Regions from separate parts of the Capra hircus genome. Here region 1 is linked to region 2. The links are chromatin contacts, called in public Hi-C maps. All regions are on one chromosome and are shown on one strand. The core of a region is the stretch at or near the end of the contact, and the rest is flanking DNA. Distances in the headings are between cores, read along the strand shown. Region 1 has its middle 11 kb from the start of RBM33. Region 2 overlaps RBM33 (RNA-binding protein 33).

The links. Hi-C and Micro-C count contacts between places; a contact is called where the count stands out from the background.
Region 1: a Hi-C map of liver shows a contact between it and region 2, with 2.4 times the contacts expected there. The contact joins two enhancer-like sites. A contact is called at or near these places in 2 of 5 Hi-C or Micro-C datasets (blood and liver).

What each region holds. Positions count from the first base shown.
Region 1 is chr4:2,538,631-2,544,212 of ARS1.2, reverse strand. No RefSeq gene overlaps it. Among named protein-coding and RNA genes, the nearest start is that of RBM33, 11 kb to the right of the region's middle. Within about 2 kb of position 2,247, at least 1 of the 5 cell types and tissues checked has an H3K27ac peak or open chromatin away from gene starts, as enhancers often do.
Region 2 is chr4:2,451,580-2,456,934 of ARS1.2, reverse strand. It overlaps RBM33 (RNA-binding protein 33), which reads left to right. Exons shown (of 19, transcript XM_018046652.1): 11 at 2,471-2,603; 12 at 2,989-3,332; 13 at 4,546-4,818. Among named protein-coding and RNA genes, the nearest start is that of SHH, 66 kb to the right of the region's middle. Within about 2 kb of position 3,239, at least 1 of the 5 cell types and tissues checked has an H3K27ac peak or open chromatin away from gene starts, as enhancers often do.

The DNA.
Region 1 (5,582 bases), core at 998-3,497, 88 kb before region 2:
CCTTTGTCCGTGGGATTCTCCAGGGAAGAATTCTGGAGTGAGTTGCCGTGCCCTCCTCCAGGGGATCTTCCTGACCCAGAGATCAAACCCACATCTCTTGGGTCTCCTGCATTGGCAGGCAGATTCTCTTTTTCCCCAGGCAGATTCTTTACCACTAGAGCCACCTGGGAAGTCCACAGTTTAGTCTCATTAACAACTTTAGTAGGGGAAAGACTGAAGGTCTTTTAACTATGTGTGTGAACTGAATATTTCTTAAAAGTTAAAACTGTAAAAAAAAAAAAAAAAAGTCCTTACCTGTTAGACCCTCATTCCCTACTCCTGTGACTAGCACCAAGGCTGCTTCAACCCCGGGACCACCTCGCTGGTCCTCACCCCTCCACGCACCATCCTGCCTCAGGGCCTTTGCACTGGCTCTTCCTTCTGCCTGAAGCATCTTCCCCCAGATATCCCGTGACTAGCTCTCACCTCCTCCAGCCTCTGCTCCAGTGTCGCCTCAGTGAGGCCCTCCCTGATCACTGGCTGAAAGCTACAGCCACACCTCAGCCAGCCTTGCCCTGCTCTTCATGGCCTAGTCACCTCACCCTCACTATTTAGTAAATTTATCTGTTGCTTATTGTCTGTTTGTCCAAGTTAGATCACAACTCCAGAAGGGCTGGGGTCTTTCTGTCTCTTCACGAACACCTGGAATAAAGCAGCATCTGGAAGATACTTAACAGGCGCTGATGGAGTTTCTTGAATATTCTCTACAAATTAGAATGGGTGGATAGACGCTTCACATTGTATCTAGTCTGGTGAAGAGAAGCTGGGCACGTGGGTCTGCTCTTACCCAAGCCCCTGACCCCCAGGTTCAGGCCAACAAGATGCTTCTCAGAGGGCGGGCCTGGAGCAGAATCACTCACCATGCTCACCACAAAGGCAGGTTACGGGACTCACCCCAGACCTGCTGACTTAGACTGTCCAAGGGCCGGGCCCAGGAGTTTGTATTGTAAATAAGCCCCAATCCCCACTAACTAGCTGTTTGGACTTTGCAGTTACCAGCACGTCATCCGACTAACCCAGACTGTGCGCACGCTGCTAGCAATAGCTGAGTCACGAAGGCAGCGGAAGTGGGGGTCACGGTGGGGGGCAGGGGTGCTGAAGCTGGTGTTGGCAGAGGAGTAATCAGGCTGCAGGCTGGCTAATACCCACCCAATGCCGAGCACCACCAAACGCAGTAACTCATTTCCTCCTCTCCACAGCCCCAGAGACCAGCATGTTATCACTCGCCCTAAAAATGAGGAAGGGGGCAGAGAGCAGGGACAGTTTGTTTAAGGCCATGGGCCAGTCCAAGCGAAGCCCTGTGTACTGATCGGTTTCCTGAGTGTACTATTTCACTGCATACAATTTGATTCCAACTGCTACTTCTTTAAAATAAAAATAACATGGAGAGCGGGGGAGAGGGTGAGATGTATGGAAAGAGTAACATGGAAACTTATATTACCATATGTAAAATAGTCAGCCAACGGGAATTTGCTGTCTGGCTCAGGAAACTCAAACAGGTGCTCTGTATCAAACTAGAGGGGTGGGATGGGGAGGGGGATGGGAGGGAGGTTCAAAAGGGAGGGGATATATGTATACCTATGGTTGATTCATGTTGAGGTTTGACAGAAAACGAAATTCTGTAAAGCAATTATCTTTCAATGAAAAAATTAATTTTTAAAAAAGAAGGAAAAAAGGGAAAAACAAATAATTATATTTTTTGCAAAAAAACCCCAAAACACCTCTACAGTGAGGTCAAAAAAAATCAAGAAGGAATTATTCAAAGAAGGCCAGTGCTTGTAAACGCCCATGAGCCCACGAGAGGTGGCCTGGGTCTCCCGTCCTCCCGTGTCTGCGACGTGCAGGCGGCCGGGAAGGCGGCCCCCCACGCTCTCTGGCCTGGGAGCAGCCCTGCCGCCAGGCCGCCTGGGCCCTTGGCGGATTCTTTACCAGCTGAGCCACCAGGGAAGCCCGAAGACAGTGGAGTGGGTAGCCCATCCCTGCTCCAGCAGATCTTCCCCATCCAGGAATCGAACCCGGGTCTCCTGCACTGCAGGCGGATTCTGCACCAGTCAGGCTATCGGAAGCCCTGGGAGGTGCAGGTCCCTTCCGTTCTCGCTACCAGCTGAGCTGGCGCCTGGGCTCCAAGTCTGAGCAGACTGTACCTGGACACCCCCGCCCATCTTCACACCTCAGGGCCACCTTGGGGCCCAGACCAGCACTGGCTCACCCCCGAGGCGCAGCTGTTGTAAACTCCTCGAGGGCAAGCTCTCCACGTGGGGTGATGGGGGAGCGCCCCCTGCAGCGGTGTGCGCTTCCCGCCTCCCTCCGCTCGCCAGACCCCACCCCTGGGGCCTTGGACTTCCCTGAGGGACACTTTCAAAGCTCTTAGGGCAGCCGCAGTAACCGGCTCCCTTCATCCTTCCTTTGAAGACTTCGTATCCATGCTCAAGGTTTCACGTTTTAGTAGGGCACGTGGCCTGTGGGCTGAGAGCTGTGTGAACAGCATGGAATCGTGAAACTGCGTGTCCAGGTCGGGCAGAGGGTGAGGACGTCCCTGGCACTGACCAGCGCCCATCTGTCTGTATCATTCTGCAGGAGGACTTCACTGACCAGCACCCATCTGCTTCTATCATTCCGCAGGAGGACCTCACTGTCTCTATCATTCCGCAGGAGGACTTCACTGACCAGCACCCATCTGTCTCTATCATTCCACAGGAGGACTTCAAAGATAAAAGCGATTTCTTCTGGAGCATTTAGTCCCGTTTGGAGCAACCACATGTTGATGGTCCAGCCAGCAAACTGCCCACTGCAGCTTTCCCATCTCAGGGAACCCTCTGTGCTCCAACACAACCCAACAGTGACAATGATCGAGGTGAGTGTCCATCGGAAACAGCCGAAGAAGCAGACCCCAGGCCGCCACCTACCCCAGGGGCAGGTGTCAGCACCGCGGACAAGTCCCAGATGCTAAATAACACAGAGCGCCAGCCCCCGAGAAGGAGGGAAATGGTGTGTGTATGTCTATACGTGGGGATCCCTTTATCTGAGAACTAAGAATAAGGAAACACGCAAGTTGTCTGTTGCAAAGTAGAAACCGAGAAAAGGGAAGTCAGAGACCATTGTAGGGGATGGTGAATATGGGGTGCAAAAGATGGGGGATATGGAGGGGTCAGGGATGGAGAGTGATACCCCGCTGATTATGCCCTTAGCAGGCTTGGGGTTAGAACCAAGTTCATGTCATGTCAATCAGTAAGAATGGAGGGAGACCTCCCATGAGAACTGAGAGAACCAAAAGGTACGTTACAAACAAATAACAAAGCAACACAGAAGAGGCGGGACAAGGAGAGAACCAAGACTAGTGTTCTCTAGCTCATCTTGCTATCTTGGCAGAGCGGACTGCTGTGATAAAGTACCACCGAGCTGGGAGGCCTGAAGAAAACATCTGTTCCTCTAGGTTCTGGAGGCTGGATGTCCAAGATCAAAATCCGGCCGCACGGGTTCTTGTTGAGGACCCTCTTCTGGCGGTCAGACGGCCGCCTTCTCACCGTGTGCTCACGTGGCAGAGAGTACATGGCCTGAGCTCCAGTGTCTCCTCTCCTGAGGATGCTGACCTGTCCTGAGGGATCCACGCTCATGACCTCACCTAAACCCGATCGGCCCTCAGAGTCTCATCTCCTAACATCCCCACGATGCCGGGTAGGGTTTCAACATAGGGACTTGGGGGTGGGCATGAGGTACTCTGAAGCTCAAGGCGAAAGGACACGGGGTACAACTTGAAGGGTTTTCGAATGGCCAAATCTGTGACAGTTCGAGCAGGATGAGTCATGATAATAATAGGTTATGATCCATAGACTAGCCTATGACTGCTTGAGTCTGTCCTGACATAAATAAATGAATGAAGAGCCAGTAGTGAAAGGTCTTCCTTACAGCAGTGTCACAAGGGATAAATGTAGAAAGTGGAGTTAGAGAAGCGTCCTTTAGCACCCAATGTCTTCAAAATCAATTCACCCAAGAAGAATCGATGAACACGCAGGGTTGGAATAGAGACAGTGCATGTCCATAGTCCCAGAGTAGCTCCCTCCAGGCAGCTATCAACTACAGAGGGAAGAGCTAGTGGAGAAACCTGGAGGACGCCTCTGGGGTGGACCAGCTGGGCAGTTTCCCAAGGCGTCAGTCTACATGGGACACACATATCAAAAAACCCCTCTAGAAATGTAGAGGTGGGCAAAAGTTATGTTTGCTGGAATCCCGCTGAAGAAGAGTACTGTTTGCGGCTAGAAATATACTCCAAGCCACTCCCTCCCTAATTCCAAAGACCCGCAAAGGCAGCCCTTGATGTGGAGGGGTAGGAAGGGGTAGGGTGGGGGTTTGGGGGGAGAAGAATAGCTTCAGTTCAGTTCAGTTCAGTCGCTCAGTCGTGTCCAACTCTACGCGACCCCATGGACCACAGCATGCCAGGCCTCCCTGTCTATCACCAACTCATGGAATCTACTCAGGCTCAGCTCCACTGAGTTGGTAAAACCATCCAGCCTCCTCCTCTTAGGGCTGCTACAAACCCCAGCCGAGAAGCGGAGTGGTTGCTCTCAGATCTCCATCATGAAGACCTCAGTTCCTTCTCTCAAAACATTATTTTTAAGCATTGAAAAAAATATTGGGTCACACCTACTGTCCAGCACAAGGGACTATATACAACATCTTGCAATACCCTATAACGGTATTCTTATTTCCTATAATGACAAGAACTTGAAAAAGAATATGTATGTATGTATAATGAATCGCTTTGCTGTATGGCTGAAACTAACACAACATTGTAAACTATATTTTTAAATGGTTTAATAATAATAATAAATTAAAAAAAATAAGTGAGGAAACTAAAAACAATTGGGTCACAAAGGCAAGGAATGAGGACATTGCCCCCATCTGTCCCTGCATGAAAACCACCCCTCCCCGAAACCACTCATCCACCATCCTCAAGGATTTCTGGAAAGCTTGGTTCCCGTGTGGCCTCCCTGGCCGCCCCGGTTTGGGTTGGAGTGTCCTGTTCCCATAGACCTCTGCACAACACCCCCCAGACTTCTGATCCCTCATCTCCTCATCTGTCTTCTATTTGTCTATCTCCACGTGAACACAAGTTTCCACTCCACTTCCCACTGAACACCCATGCAGGTGCAACTATTCCACACCTACTCACACAAACACGTGCTCAGCAGGTGTGTAGGTGCCACTCTGCTGGTGGAAAAATATTTGGACCTTAATTTTTTTAAATCATTTTTCCCCAGAGAAAAACCTAAATGCCCTCTTTGGGGGTTGCTTTTTAGTTGGAAGAACACTGAACAGATCTTTAGTTTAAAAAATAAGCTGGAAGAATCCGACAAAACTCAACCCAACCTAGACAATGTTCTTAGGCAGTTCTGATTCAATAAAACCTCTCTTTTTTGATCAGTTACATCTCAAATTAGCCTGAAAAATCAGCATTTGGGTGAAAAATCAGCAGCTGACTTCATTCTGTTTCTATATTTAATTCAAAAAACAATTTATAATAGAACATTACTCTGATTTTCAAG
Region 2 (5,355 bases), core at 1,990-4,489:
TCGGGGTGCTGTCTGCCCCGCCAAACCTGCATCCAGGCAGACCCTGCCCTGGTGGCCTGACGCAGGCCACATACACCGGCTTACACGTGATCCCTGTGCAGTTATCTGAAGGGAGCTACCATTTCTTAGGATGCCGTGAAGCTGAAAATGTTTTTTACTTGTCTTCAGATATGTGCTAATGCTTCACTTTTTGTAAGCTAAAACCGCATGAAAAGTGCATGTGTTTCATTTTTATAAGGCTTTAAATTTAGTGACTTCTTTGACCTTTTACACCCAGTACCTTGTTTGAGGCTGTGGTGTGGTTAATGCCTCTTACGTGCCCCTTCTGTGCTGGTCTTTCTGAAACTGTCTCTTGGTGTCCCCTCCTCTAGAGGGGGGACAGGCAGGTACACTCCATGATAGCTCGAGGCAGCAAGCCATATAGTTGAGCCCCTGTTTTACTTAGGTGAGCGTTGCTAATTTGTGTATCACGTTGCACAGATGGGAGGCAGTGTGACAAGTCAAACCTTGTCATAAAACAGGGCAGACAATTTTAAATTTTATTTTCTGGGCCACTCCAAGAAAAATGATTTAAGCATTAAAAAAAAATGATTTGACCTTGATTGCCTATATGTTATCATACAGAAAGTTTTGAAATACATTTACATGTGAGGAAGAAGGTCTGTAAGACTGCAGACAGGATACTAATGCTGTATTTCATACTTTATTAACAGTTGTTCTTTTTAAGTTACTTGACAAAATACCCACGTAAATGCACACTACGTATTTCATTGACTGCACACAAAAATACGAGTCGTTTTAAAATGGGGGGAAGGTGGCAGTGGAAGACAGAAGGCAAGTCCGTCGGGATTCCTAGAGCGATTTGACCAGTCAGTATCAGTGTAGGGCAGCTGATGCTGGTGGAAATAGGCTTTTCCAGCATAGTATTGCGTCAGTGCAGAAGAGTGAATATGGAAGATCATCCATATCACAGCATCATATTAGAAGTTTCCAATTAACATCGTGATAAGAACATATACATTTATTAGGGGTACAAAAATGTAATGGTTTAGTCTGAGAGTATACGGTTATGTATTCTCAGTTATAAATCCGACATTTGTCAGTTCCCGATATTTATTGCTTCAGTTGTATCTTAATTGATGCCTTTATCTAGAGTGAGGAGTGATGTTCCTTTATGTCAGCTGCCAAACATTGTGAGGTGAGAATGTCCTGGATTTCACCCACATAGACAAAGACTACAAGAATGTCATCTTTGCGGCTTTCTGACCACATGTCTCTGTGTCTTTTTATGAAGAGTAATGTTTGTGTCTAAATACAGTTTTGTTGATGTCATACAGCCAGTGGTCTTACAGGGCTGTGATGTTTATTCTGGTGTTCATTTTGCATCGTCCTTAAAACGCTGTGGAGAGAGCAGCTGTCTAAAGAGAGAAGGAAAGCACATGCAGTTTGCAAAAGTGTTTTCAGCATTGCAATGGAATGCCACATTTAGAGAGACTAGCTAGTTGTATTAGTAATAAAAGGACAGGAAAATCATTAGAGTTTCAAGTTTATGGCAAAGTGATTTTTAAGTTGAGAAATACTTAATAAAGTGTTATTGAATGATAGTATATATAATTAATGAATTTCTGGAAAAATAAAATGTGGGGCTTTCTTAAGTAAATGTATTTTTAAAAATTCTCCATAAATACTTGAAAAAAATGACTTTTTAAGAATCAAGATATAGTTGATTTACAATATTAGTTCTGGGTGTATAATATAGTGATTCAAAATTTTTTAGATGATATTTCACTTAAAGTTATAAAATACTGGCTGAAAAAGAAGTAAGTAATTTTAGGGTTTTTTTTTTTTTTGTAAATTTTTCCTAATAACATGTAGTTCTTGAAAAATGGTAATCTGTAAGAGTTCAGAATTTTTTAGCCAGTGGAATCTGACTGTAGTATTTCTTTTGTAGTAATGTGGTTTCTTAAACATTTTCACATTTTCCTATTTCATCAGACATGGCTGACTTTGTTACAGTACACATTCAATTTCTTTTTCTTCTTTTGAAGTAAAGCAACTTCATAGCTGTGGCTTATGGTCCTGTCAGAAAGGTAGCAAAGAGTAGCATGTTTGAGAAGATAAATGTCAGGAACGGTGGAAGTATACATTTGGTCTTTCAGATTAATGGGCAAGAAGGTCAGTAATTGCGTGGATTTCAGTAAGCTTAAAAATAATATTCTGCTGGTTCTGTAGTACTGTGCAAACATTCAGTTACTTTTTAGGTGTTGCATTTTGATGGTTGACTGTTTAATTCTGGGAGAGACATATAAAATACACCTGTTTTGTAACATGAGGTTGTATGTAGATGGGCGTGGAGCTGCAGGAGATCAGTTACTTGATGTTTTCAGAGGAAAACTTAACACAGATGCACCTTTCTGAACATTACCGCTTATTTTCCTGCCTTCCATCCTGTTTTCCTACTGTTCTTTAGGGCCCTCCAGAGTTCCCGCAGCACACACCTGGCCCCGTCCCCAACAGCTTCAGCCAGCCCCCTCGGCTTCCTCTTCAGGACCAGTGGAGGGCCCCGCCCCCGCCCCAGGAGCGAGACCCTTTCTTCTTAGGAGGTAAAGGAGGGTGCGGAGGATGGGAGCAGAGCTGTGTGAGGCCATGTGCCTGGCCATGTCCATGCTTTATCCATGCTCAGCCCCTAGCCAGAGATTCTCTGAAGAGTCAGCTTTCTGTGCCATAGCCCTGCCTGTCATTTCAGAGGCTGTAATCGGACACTAGTGGCATCTGAAATGGGAAGACCTCCCATGAAAGAGGCCATCATCTATGGAGAATAACTAAGGAAGCGATCTGGAAACACAGAGGCAAAATCTAGCGTTCTTTTTAGATACTCACCTCCAGCCACCACGTGTAACTTCTATCCTTAGCAGCACAGTCCATAAAGCGAATTTCTACAGAGTGCTCTGTGTAACTAGAGGCAATTAACGTTGCAAATCCCCTCAGTTTCAGGAGAGCCAAGGTTCCCGAGCCATCTCTTCCTGGAGCAACGAAGTCCCCCCCCACCGCCTCCTCCTCCCACGCTCCTCAGCAGCGGTCACCCTGTGCCCACGCCCAGCCCCTTGCCGTTCACCCAGCCCGGCCCAGCGTTCAGTCAGCAGGGGCAGCAGCCTGTGTTCCCCAGAGAGAGGCCCGTGAGGCCAACCCTCCAGCCGCCAGGGCCTGTGGGGCTCCTGCACTTCAGCCAGCCGGGGTCTGCGGCCACGAGGCCCTTCATCCCTCCTCGCCAACCCTTCCTGCCGGGCCCGGGACAGCCCTTCCTGCCCACCCACACGCAGCCCAGTCTGCAGGTGAGTGGCTTGTGGTTCAGAATCTGAAGGACAAGCTCCACCTTTTCATTCTAGTCTACTGAGACATGGAGAGTGTTTAGAGAACAGAGGTTAAACTTCATGTACTCTTGATTAAAGACAACTTTCTTAATATTGCTTCTTTTCTTAACCATAGGAAAAATGGAGATAGTGATTGTCATTTTGGGGGGAAATAAATAATTGAGTATTAAGATTTTGTAAAGGATGTCCCTATATATTACTAATGAAATTAGGACATGTTTTGATAATACCTTCACTATCACTGCAAGACTCTCAGGAGGTTAACAGGAAGTCAGCTTCTCTATCAGGTCACGTTCCTTCAGTGTGTAGTGGGGAAAACCGGGTTGCTGCTGCCTTATTATTTGAGAGATTTGAGTGCCCTCTGCTGGTGGGTTTTTTCATCAGCTGCTGGAGTGTGCTCTTAGCCAGAAGCTTTCATCTTATATTTTTAAGTTTCCTCTTAAGGTGTGTAATGATGATATGCTTGAACCAATTGTTCAGAAACCACATAGAATATGGACCTAAAATAAAAACAGATAAACGGTTCTTTCTTAAGATGTTAAAGTAAGATAAAAATTGTCTTCCTAAATTATTTTATTAAAAAAATATAATTTGGGAATTCCCTGGTGGACGAGTGATTAGGACTCCTCTATTTCGCTGCCATAGGCATGGGTTCACTCTGGTTCCACCATCTGGAAACAGTCACCCCAGATGCCGGGGTGACACACCTCTCATTCTCCTCAGTGCTGGCATCCTCACGATGCTCTCTTTGCCCAGTTAGCTTCTTACTGCCATCTTTTCATGGTGGTGAGTATCTTTCGCTGCTGCAGCAGTTGGCATTATCTGGCTGTCCCCAGCGCAGGCACGTGTTGGTTCTTTCAGTGCTTGGGTATTAGACACAGTGCTGCAGAGAGCGTCCCTGAGGCTGTGCTTCCTTCCTCCTTAGTTATTTCCTCAGGATACGTTCCTGGAAGTTCAGAATTGAGGGTTTAGAGCAGATGGAAAATGCCAGATAGTAGCTTTTGGCTTATTACTGCCTTTAAGGTATTACTCACCTTCACCAACCAATCTGAAATGAAATTTAGTGCCGCTTGAAGTTCCTTCTGGTGTTGGGGTCTTTAGGGAAGTGGCTGCACTGGAGTGTGACTAGTTCACACGTGGTAAACTGTCTTCTGTCTCTCTTTTGGCCTGAAAGGGGCCGCTGCATCCCCCGCTGCCCCCGCCACACCAGCCGCAACCGCAGCCGCAGCAGCAGCCCCCGCTCCAGCCCCCGCTGCAGCCCCCGCTGCAGCCGCCCCCACCGCACCAGCCTCCGCACCAGCCGCAGCAGCACCACCACCACCTCTCCGTGCCACCCCCGCCGCTGATGCCCGTGGCTCAGCCCCAGTTCAGGCCTCACATGCCGGCGACCCAGCCTCAGCCCAGCAGCAGCCGGATGCAGTGCCCCCAGCGCCCGGGGCTGCGGCACGTGAGTGTCCCGTGTCCTCAGCCGGCTCCGGGGACGCCTGTTCTGGCACAGGACTTTGGTGTATCTGCCTATTTCTGTAGTGATAGATGAGGTTATTGATTGACGCATAACTTTAGGAAAGATTTTTGGGTGATAGTCATCCTACCTTTGCCAGCGGTTTATCACTCGGTCCCGAGGGCCTCCCTGACTCCAGCGGTTTATCACTCGTTCCCGAGGCCCTCCCTGACTCCAGCGGTTTATCACTCGGTCCCGAGGGCCTCCCTGACTCCAGCGGTTTATCACTCGGTCCTGAGGCCCTCCCTGACTCCAGCGGTTTATCACTCGGTCCTGAGGTTATCCCTAACTCCTTGGCAACTAATGCATGTCAGTGAATTCAGGAAGAATTCATTGAACATCCATTGTTGTCAGGTGCTACTCTAGTTCCTGGCAATAGAGCATTCATTGCACAAGAGAGACGCATTTCCTGCCTTCCTAGAGCTTAATCATGGGGGAGAGCCGCATCAATTCAAACCCTGTCAGCAGATGTGTGGCTTGTCA